Regions from separate parts of the Sus scrofa genome. Here all the other regions are linked to region 1. A link is a contact called in public Hi-C data. All regions are on one chromosome and are shown on one strand. The core of a region is the stretch at or near the end of the contact, and the rest is flanking DNA. Distances in the headings are between cores, read along the strand shown. Region 1 has its middle 340 kb from the start of PLOD2. Region 2 overlaps LOC110256530 (a long non-coding RNA gene). Region 3 has its middle 180 kb from the start of PLOD2.

Region 1 (3,182 bases), core at 425-2,924:
GATCAGACTTGTGGTTACCAGAGGTGAGGAGTGGGAGGGAGAGAAAATTGAAGGAAGGTGCAAAAGGTAACAAACTTCCAATTTAAAGACAAATAGATAAGTACTAGGGATGTAATGTATAACATAACTGTAGGGAACACTGCTGTGTGTTATATGTGAAGATTATTAAGAGAGTCAATCCTGGAATTCCCAGGTGGTGCAGCAGGTTAAGGATCTGGTGTTGTCACTGCTGTGGCATGGGTTCACTCCCTGGTCCAGGAACTTCCACATGCCACAGCTGTGGCAAAAAAAAAAAAACCCAAAAACAAAAAACAAAACAAAAAAAGGACGAGTAAATCCTAAGAAGAGATCTCATCACAAGGAAAAAAGAAAATTCTTTTTGTTCTATCTATATGAGATGACATATGCTAACAAAAATTATTGAAGTAATCATTTCACAATATATGTAAGTGAAACCGTTAAACTTATATATGGATATAAGTCGATTACATCTTAATAAAACAAAAACGATGTTTCTGCCTCATAACACACTTCATCCCCACAACACAACATGTTCCATCCTCAAACACAATTATCCTCAAACTTTTTACTAAATCATTTTATCACATGCTTAGTTTTCTTTGTATTTGTCTTTAATACATTTCAAAATATACACAAAATGGGAGAGGTCTTTCTCAGTAATTTCAGATCCACTGGATTTTTGATCAATTCTCGTTTAACTTGAAGACATCAATCTGAAGACCTCTGATGTTCTGTAATCTCAACCTGCTGTTCCCTATGTGCCTCTAACTTGCTGTGCACCTAGGACCCCTCTTTGTTTTGTGAGCTCCCTGTGCCATATTTCCATGCAATCTTCTGGTTCCTGGATCTCTTCTCTTTCTGTTTATTTTACTTTCTTGTTTAGTGATGCATAAACTAAAGTGGTTCTCTGAAAATATGTGCATAGGAGGTAAAAATACTTAAGATTGTACATTTTTGAACATGTCTATCTTCTAAATTTAGGGTTGATTAAAATACCTTCCCGTTTTGAATATATTGTGCCACTGTCAAATTTCCAATGTGGTTTAAATAAATCCAATGATTTTCAGATTTTAGATCTTTGGACATGATGTGTTGTCTTTCTCATCTCTGGAAGATTTTCGTACTGTTATCTTTGTCCTGAAATTGTATCATTATTCCTCAGTCTTCTGTCATGTGTGGTTTAGTCCGTGAAAAATATTTTATTAACTTTAGGAAATAAATTTAATTTTATATCACATAATTCATTAAGGGTTTGAAGGGGTGACACATTTCTCATGCAGTCAACTGCATAGAACTTTGGAGAAAATATGATAGATTTTACTTGGTAGTCAGTTTATAAGGAAGAGGAGGCAATACTCCCTAATATAAGGGGATGTCTGGTTGATGCAAGATACTGAGATGTGGTCCTTTCACTTTCCCCAGATGTTCTCCCCTCCTTCTCCATCTCTCTACCCACCAATACATCTTGTCCTATATGCTTGATGTCTCAACTTAATCTTACTGTTTTCTCCATGCCACTTCATTACCATCACATTTTAATTGGAAAGTTCACCTAGAGGCTACATCTCCCTGGAGATTGAAAATAAATCAGTGCAGGCAGTTTTCCTCTTGAAGTTTTGGCTGACCTAACATTTACAAGACAGTTGGGCCCTCTTTCTGGGTCAGATCAGTCCTTCCTGTTATTTGGGCAGTTTCTACTTTTCCCAGAGCCCTGTGCATTAATACAAACTCTCTGTTTACACTTTTATTTAAACTGAAAGAGATATGTATCTTTACCTCATGCATTGGGTTGTATATAAGCAGAAGAAATAGAATATCTGTATATTTTCACTAATAAGATTTTGTGCTTTAATGTCATACTTTGATTCTTAAAAATAATTTCACTGTTTATTTTTAGGCAGTTCAACTTCGAATAGTTCAAATAAATCAGTAAGTTAATCAGTTACTCACGTAGCTGATTCTGGATTATTGTGGAGCACTTTATTTCTGGGGAAATTTTTGATGATGAGATTTTTGAGGATTTTATAGACAGCAATGCGATCTATGTGTGACGAAAAGATGTAGAGAGACTGACACATAAGCCCCTACCCTTTAGTCCCTCTGGGAACATTTAATATCTGTGTGAGTTTTTGTTTATTATTTAGTCTCTCTGGTTCTTTGTAGATGCACTTATATGAAGAGATTATGCTGTCCTGAATTGAAGTGATACCATGAATTCTTTGTGATCCTCAAAATTCTGGTTTGATATTCTTCAAGTGATAAAAATTATATGAAACTTAGGAAGGTTAAAAACTAACAATGGTTTTAAATAAGGGGAGAAGTGATTGTAATATTAGATACTTACAGTTAGGCTCTTTATAATGTTGAGAAGTTGATGTCTCTGATTTGAAAACGTTTTTCTGGAAATCTGTTTAATTAGCTACTGATAAAATAGGGCTATAGTGCATTAAATACTGTAATAGAATTTAGTGGTCCTGATAACGGTGGGGTTTTTTCCCCACATTTGATCAAGGTGCTGAAATCTGAACCATATAACACTTAGAGATCTTCTTAAGCTCTGTTAGTCCCTAAATCTATTTAAAATAATACTAACAAAAGCCATATTTTTCATATTGAAAAGAACTGACTTTACTGAAGGCTTCAGCGCCTCAATGATTTACTGGCTAATCTCACTCTTACTCTATTTACACATTGCTTATTTACATTCAATCTACAGTGATTTAGGCATTAATATGTTCTCTCACAGAATAGTTATGCCTTGACTCTATTCTTAAAATGGAATAAACTGAGATGTATATACCGAACGCAAAATGCACTATGCATGGGGAAAGCACAAATCCCTAGAATTTCTTAAAAGTTAAAGGGATCTGGTATAGGGCAAGGATAGGAGTGGGTATTGCAAATCAATGTGACTTTTTTGGTGAAGTATTTATTTTGGGGATTTGCTTATAGAAATCCATAAAATGAGAAACAGTAATAATGCATTTCTATTTATAACCTTGAGGATCATCTAATTATTCTTGGTGTTTAGAGTTTGCATTTTCTGTGACATATACATGGAAAGGATTTACTGCTTCTATATTAAAGCATTTGGCTGTTGGGTAAAAGTCAGCAGTGAGGAAGGCTTTCCTTTGAACACCAACTGCTTAATCACAATGACT
Region 2 (3,182 bases), core at 267-2,766, 160 kb after region 1:
AAAGGCATACATCTGCATTTTTTTGTGGTTGTTTTTAGGGCTGCACCCATAGCATACAGAAGTTCCCAGGCTAGGAGACGAATGGGAGCTGTAAACACTGGCCTACACCACGGCCACAGCAATGAAGGATCCGAGCTGCATCTGTGACCTACACAACAGCTCACAGCAATGCCAGATCCTCAACCCACAGAGTGAGGCCAGGAGTTGAACCCTCATCCTCATGGATCCTAGTTGGTTTCATTAACCATTGAGTCATGAAGGGAACTCCCAACGTCTGCACTTTTAATGTGACTCAATGGTTAGGTTGGGTTTTTTCTTCTGTGTGTCTCCAGGGTTAGATGGAAGGGCTTCCCTCCTTCCTCTAACTTTGCTTTTGCTATGAGGCTCAGACATTTATTTTCTGACATCTTCTCTAGATTGTTTTTCTTTTGCGTTCACTCTGAGTAAGAAATATGAGTTCAGTCACTGCTAAGTGAGGAAAACATAGCTGCTGTTCAAAATTAATCTTGTCTTCATTTTACTTCCCTGGGTTGTACAATAGCACTCAGGAGGTGTTTCTAATGAGGCTAACGAGAAATCCAAGCAACTGTTCAATCTATCATGGCCCTGCCAAATATTTCGATATATCTTATACTCCATATTCAATGTATATCACTTTCCTTAAAATTCTGTTTTTAAAATTTATACTGTGTGCTCCCTGGGGACCCAGGCAATACCTGCAACTCTAACCACAGTAATGGTGTTGTGTGAAACATAACAAAAAGTGAAAGTAGTTGAATACTTTTCTTTGATATCCCTATTTTTGGCTACTTAAATATTTGTCCGTCTTTTACGAAACCACTTTGCAAATTTGTTTTCTGTTCAAGGGCTTGTTCCCCAATCACCCTCATTACAGACTCTGTGCATTAACAATATGACTGCAAACACCTTATTGGATCTGTGATCCCCCTGGACAAATCACTTCATCCTCTCTTTATTTTTCTTTAGGAAATGATTACTGTCCTAGCTCCAGTAATATTGAAAACATTCTTTTGAAATTTTCTCTTCAAAAGAAACTAGGCTCAGGCTGATTTCTTTGTCTCTTCCTATAGTTTTATAAGCTCGCTAACATCTCCTAAGGAGTTTGCTCTCTTCTTCCAGTTTAACAAGCTTGTTTTCTTTTATAATTCTTTTATACTGTTTCACACTTCTCCCATTTTGCACATAAAATGAAAGAAGCATGTCTTGAAAGCAAATTCAATTATTCTTTGATTTCTTAATGAAAATCTGCTTTGTGGAAAGGAGGTCTACCAGGCACATATGTTTCAAATTCTCTTATAGCTTTGGTTTGTAATAACTGCAAGACTTTTTCTTATTTCTTTACTGTATTCAAGAAGATGGCATGTTCTCTTCATAATTAGGACTCCTCTTCTTTTCTCATGTTTTCATTTTTTAAACTCTACCATTGTAAGTGGTAGTCACTTCTATGTCTCTGAAATCTAAACTCAAGGGTAAAGTTTAACTGATTAATACACTGAGAGCCAACTGAGCTCCATGTGATAGACAGCAAATATTTAGTCATGGACCAGCTACGTGAATCGCACACTTCAGCCCACAGAGTTTAATTTCCTTACTTGGCTGTGAATGGAATAAAAACAGAAAAAAAAAAAGTTAAATTTAGACAATGAACCTAATGCCTCTTATTAATCATAGCACCTTTTATTTAGAGGCATGGGCATTACTAACTCTTAGCACTTTCTATTTCAAGGCATAAATCCATGCAGAATTCAGGGTGTCTAGAGTCCTGGCCTTCTACCTGGCTGAAGAATGCAATAAAAACAGCAAAAATGATTCTCCTTACCAACATATAAAAAGCCTGAGGCCAAAAAAATAGAAATTAACTAGAGTTTGGGAAAGCTAAATATAGGAGTGTGTTAGCATCAGAGAAATGGCATGAGCTAAGTGGCTGAGTGTGAAGAAGCTTAATTTGTCCAACAACACGGTGTAACTGCACTGTGGGCTCCATGTGAGGGAGTCAGGGAGGGAAAGGATAGAAGACAGCAGAGAAAACATCCCAAGGGTTTATAAATCACATTAAAGAATCTGTTCTTTGCTCCAATACTAATGGATTGGCTACTGAATTATTTTAAACAAGGAAGGTACATAAACTGCTCATTTTAGAAAGATCACTCATGCTGCATCATGAGAATTCAATACATGAAAATTTCATGAAGGAAATATCAGAGTCACCCAAGCAGGAGATGCCTGTGGTCAGTTCTCTAGAACATACAGTCAAGATGGAAAATAAGTGAATGTATTGGGGAGATGTTAAGTAAATATCATCTGAGAAAGGATTGAGAAAGTGCTGGCCAATCACAGCACTCAATCACACCGTAATCTAATTCTTTCACATCCTGTGTCCCTCACTAAATTGAGTGCTATATGATAGTAAAGGAGCAGGGAGCAAAGAACAATTTTGCTTGACTAAAATTTTAAAACAGATGTGATGTAAGTAAAGTCAGTGAGAGACGTGAAAGGAAGGAGCTTGTGGTCAGAGTATCAATATTTCTGATTTCAGGGATGGAATTTTTTAAACAAACTTTTTTGTTTAGGGGGATAAATTCTAGATTATGATCCTGGTTGTGGTATATTGATATAGATTATAGTTGACAATTAGTGGAGTTAAGAAGTTAACTAATTTTGAAATTGTTTTGCTGGATAAGGCATACATATTGAAAGATAAATATATATGTGTTTATATATATGCACACACACATATATATCTACATACATACATATATGCATATGATATATACATACAGCTTGATATATACTATACATGTAGATATATAGATAGATGTGTGTGTGTCTTTTACAGCAGTGGCAAGAATTAGTATAAGGTGGACAATTTTAAGTTCATACAATTCCTTAGTGAATAAATAGACTGAGAGATGGTGAGTCAGCAGCAATGAACAGAACTGTGGTATTCATGGCACTAGAAATAAAGATCCACAATATTGGAAATAGAGGTTATAAAAGAAGAGGACATTTTAAAATGAAGTGGAGAAGTAATGGTATGTCTATAAATGACAATAAACACTGAAACAGTAGGCCATGATAGATGGTCTCGAGAGAGTAACCAGTCAGTAGATTAGAGAATTTCTGGTGACAGGTTTTCCTCATTGTAGAATTAGATATCAGGT
Region 3 (3,182 bases), core at 354-2,853, 160 kb before region 1:
TAACTCTACATACCTAATGGTTTTAGAAAAATTTCTTTAAATTTGCCACAATTTGGAACTATATGTCATTATTACCACTTGAACATGGCTCAAATAATGTGTATAGTTTCTTCCTAACATTTGAATATGACAGAAGACCTGGAAATCATTCATTTAGGCAGTTAGTCATAAGTCATTGCATAAGAAAGTTTAATAATTAGCATATTTTAGAAGAATGTTGATTGGCACATTGACTTTAGACAAAATCCCCCTCAAATTTTATAAAATCCTTTTCTTTCTTTTGCCACCATGGTTTTCTGAAGTGAGGTGAGGAGGAGATATTTTTAAGTATAATTTTATTATCTCTGTATGAGTCAAGGAAAAGTTATATTATGTTGAGAGCTTTAAATGTTATGAAAAGATAAACTTTATGAAACCTACCTCATAAAAATGGATAAAATTTGTGATATCTAAAATGAAATATGCATAAATCTTCAGCTTTCTCTTCTTGATGTTTTCTTGCATATAAACATGTAAGAAGTTAAAGCTTAGAATTCATGAGCAACATTCTGCTCTCCAGAATTCCACTTCTTCCTGATTTGTCACTTACAGCTCCACTACCTCTGAATTTCCAGGCCTTTTTGTTTTTTACCTTAACTAATTATAGTTTTGGCTGTTGGCCATATTCTTAATACTTACTCTAAAATCAGTTGTTGCATGCATTAAAATATGTCTCAATTGAGTAAAATAATGATTGTCCCTCTGATATCTTAGAATGGAAAATGGGAAATGTTCCCATTCCAAAGTATGTCTTACACAATTCCCATGGCCTTTTCCCTTCATTCTGATATAATAAATGACCAAAAGGCTATTTGGTCAACTTTTGGCTAAATGTTTACTAGGTTGAGCAATAGTAATGGGTTTCTGTAGAATTCTTCCTGAAATATGGGATTGAAAATTGGCAGGTGGTGGCCTTTCAAGCTCAAGCTTAAGCTCATTTTAGAGTTGGGTCTGTTTTCTTCAGCTTAAATATTTAAAGAGGCATGGGGTATATTTAGTTACCAAAGCAATGTGTTTGGGCATGAAGCACCGAACATGACCTATCATATTTTCCATCTGGAAATCATTCCTTTCTTTGTTTTACCTGGTTTGGCTGCTAAGGCAGAGAAATGAAGACTTCTATAATCAGAGGAAAATGGAAAGAATGTGGAGGCATTCAGGGAAAGTAAATGAGACCTTAATCAAAATTGAGAAGGAGGAAATAAGAAAAATGCAAAACTATTGGCCGGGGATATACTGAAAGTTAAAATAAACTCATGATAAGTTGCCCTGGCTTGACAAGAACACAAGTAAATTAAAAAATGTAATGGAATTAAAAAAATTAGATTATGTATTCAGTCTTTAAATTTAGTTTCAGGCAGCACCAGTCTCACCAGGGATGGTAGTATTTCCCAAGAGTACTTTGTTTGTACAGACAGCAGCTTTAGGAGCAAGGATCTGCAAAAGTCAATTACTAAGAGGAACTGGAATGAGAGAAAAGGGAGAGTATGTAATGGGTCCCAGGTGTCTGGCAGGGAGAAAGGTCATGATCGGGGATGGGGGAGGATGCTCAGAAAGTGGAGGGGGCTGGTGTGTTAACATGTACCTTCCCAGCTAAGTACTGAGCTCTGTTTTGGCAGGAGCCATTGTCTGCTTTATTCACAGAATATTGCTTGAAGCAATTTAAGCATTAAATAAACATTTATTGAAAGAATAAATGGTTATAAGCGCCTTTGGATAGTTGGATCCTAGGGTATGCAATGTTTAACTAAGGTGAAATGACAGTGATGAGTTTTGGGTATCGGTCTTCTTGTTAATATTTCTTGATACTGATTTTTTTTTTTTTCAGTTTTCATTTCAAACTTGTTGCTTTCTAGGTCCTTTAGAAGTCTTTCCTCAGGCAAAGGCACATGCCTTTCTCCACCTCTTCTGGTTTGAGAAAATGATGGGGAAGATGGATTTTTCTCTACATAATATAGAGGAAAGAGATGTCTGCATTCTAGCCTGGATCCATTTTGCAGGGAGTCAGTGCTGTCGTGGCTACAGCTGCACAGCTGCATGGAGCCATCATAGTCAATTTTGGAGGAAAAGTTGGTGGGGGTTGGAAGGAGGGTTTGGTCAATTGATTCTGAGACTCTTGGAGGCTATTAACACCTCTCTGGGAATTTCACACTCTCTGACATCTCAATGGCTTATATTTTTATCTTGTGCTATAGTGATTGCAAGGCAAATTTTACTAAGTTTAGGGACCAGGAAAGATTTCAAAATTTGGATGCTACAGAAAAATTTGTACTGTCCACTGTTTTTGTAAGCAAAGAAAGATAAAGCCCTTAATAAAATGAAGAAATTTCCTTTTCAAATTGTGAGAATATGAGCTGCATGCATTCCTCCCCTAAGGAAAGAAAAAGAGATGACTTCATTTATATCCTACCTTGTTCCAGAAAGGATTAAGACAGTTTTATAATGACTTAAAAAAGATCTTTTCTCCTATGTCCTTGGTTTTAGCTGTTGGAAGCCATTTTTGTCACTATTACCAATGTTCCTTTATTGCAGCCAGATGCCCTGTCTGCAGTGATGGGTAAACTAAAGGAGCTTCTAAAAATGGAAACCTGAAATTTCAATCTACTGAGGTGAGTGGAGGTAAAATTGCATTGGGGTCTAAACCATAGTGTTTTGAACATAAAGTTAACATTTCCCATTTTATGTCATTTGCCTAACAGTATTCAGGTCCTCAGAAAGTATCTGGTAATTTATATCTTAATTAAAAGAAGGGAAAGAAATGCCAAACAGATTAAACAAATTCTTTGAGTTATAGTGTGAAATGGGGACATACAAATGGAATAAAATATTCAAAAACATTACAAGTGGCTGTGACCATAAAAAGTATTTTGTCTGGCATATCTGCCCAAATCTATTTATTCTGATTTTCTTTTTTTTCTGTGTCCAATTAAAGAAACTGTCCATGGGATGTGTGGCATAGGTTGTCCAATGAAGAAAACACCAGATATTTGTTTTCACTATAAAGGTAAATTTCACATTTACATTCCAGTAATTATTGAAAAAAAATTGTCAAGGTAACTGGGATTCAATGGTGACGTTTAGCTTGGAAACTTTATACTTCTTTTCCCCACCGGTTTAATATCTAGATTAAAAGATCACCTACT

Evidence for each region. A called contact is a pair of places that touch in the nucleus more often than the background predicts.
Region 2: a contact with region 1 is called in a Hi-C map of liver, with 5 times the contacts expected there. The contact joins two enhancer-like sites. A contact is called at or near these places in 1 of 5 promoter capture datasets (liver) and 4 of 47 Hi-C or Micro-C datasets (liver and skeletal muscle).
Region 3: a Hi-C map of liver shows a contact between it and region 1, with 1.6 times the contacts expected there. The contact joins two enhancer-like sites. A contact is called at or near these places in 3 of 47 Hi-C or Micro-C datasets (all in liver).

The regions. Positions count from the first base shown.
Region 1 is chr13:86,168,548-86,171,729 of Sscrofa11.1, reverse strand. No RefSeq gene overlaps it. Among named protein-coding and RNA genes, the nearest start is that of PLOD2, 340 kb to the left of the region's middle. Within about 2 kb of position 1,674, at least 1 of the 83 cell types and tissues checked has an H3K27ac peak or open chromatin away from gene starts, as enhancers often do. A contact at or near this core is called in liver, where this site is marked.
Region 2 is chr13:86,011,700-86,014,881 of Sscrofa11.1, reverse strand. LOC110256530 (a long non-coding RNA gene) reads left to right here. Exons shown (of 3, transcript XR_002338138.1): 3 at 1-1,813. Among named protein-coding and RNA genes, the nearest start is that of PLOD2, 500 kb to the left of the region's middle. Within about 2 kb of position 1,516, at least 4 of the 83 cell types and tissues checked have an H3K27ac peak or open chromatin away from gene starts, as enhancers often do. A contact at or near this core is called in liver, where this site is marked.
Region 3 is chr13:86,327,997-86,331,178 of Sscrofa11.1, reverse strand. No RefSeq gene overlaps it. Among named protein-coding and RNA genes, the nearest start is that of PLOD2, 180 kb to the left of the region's middle. Within about 2 kb of position 1,603, at least 4 of the 83 cell types and tissues checked have an H3K27ac peak or open chromatin away from gene starts, as enhancers often do. A contact at or near this core is called in liver, where this site is marked.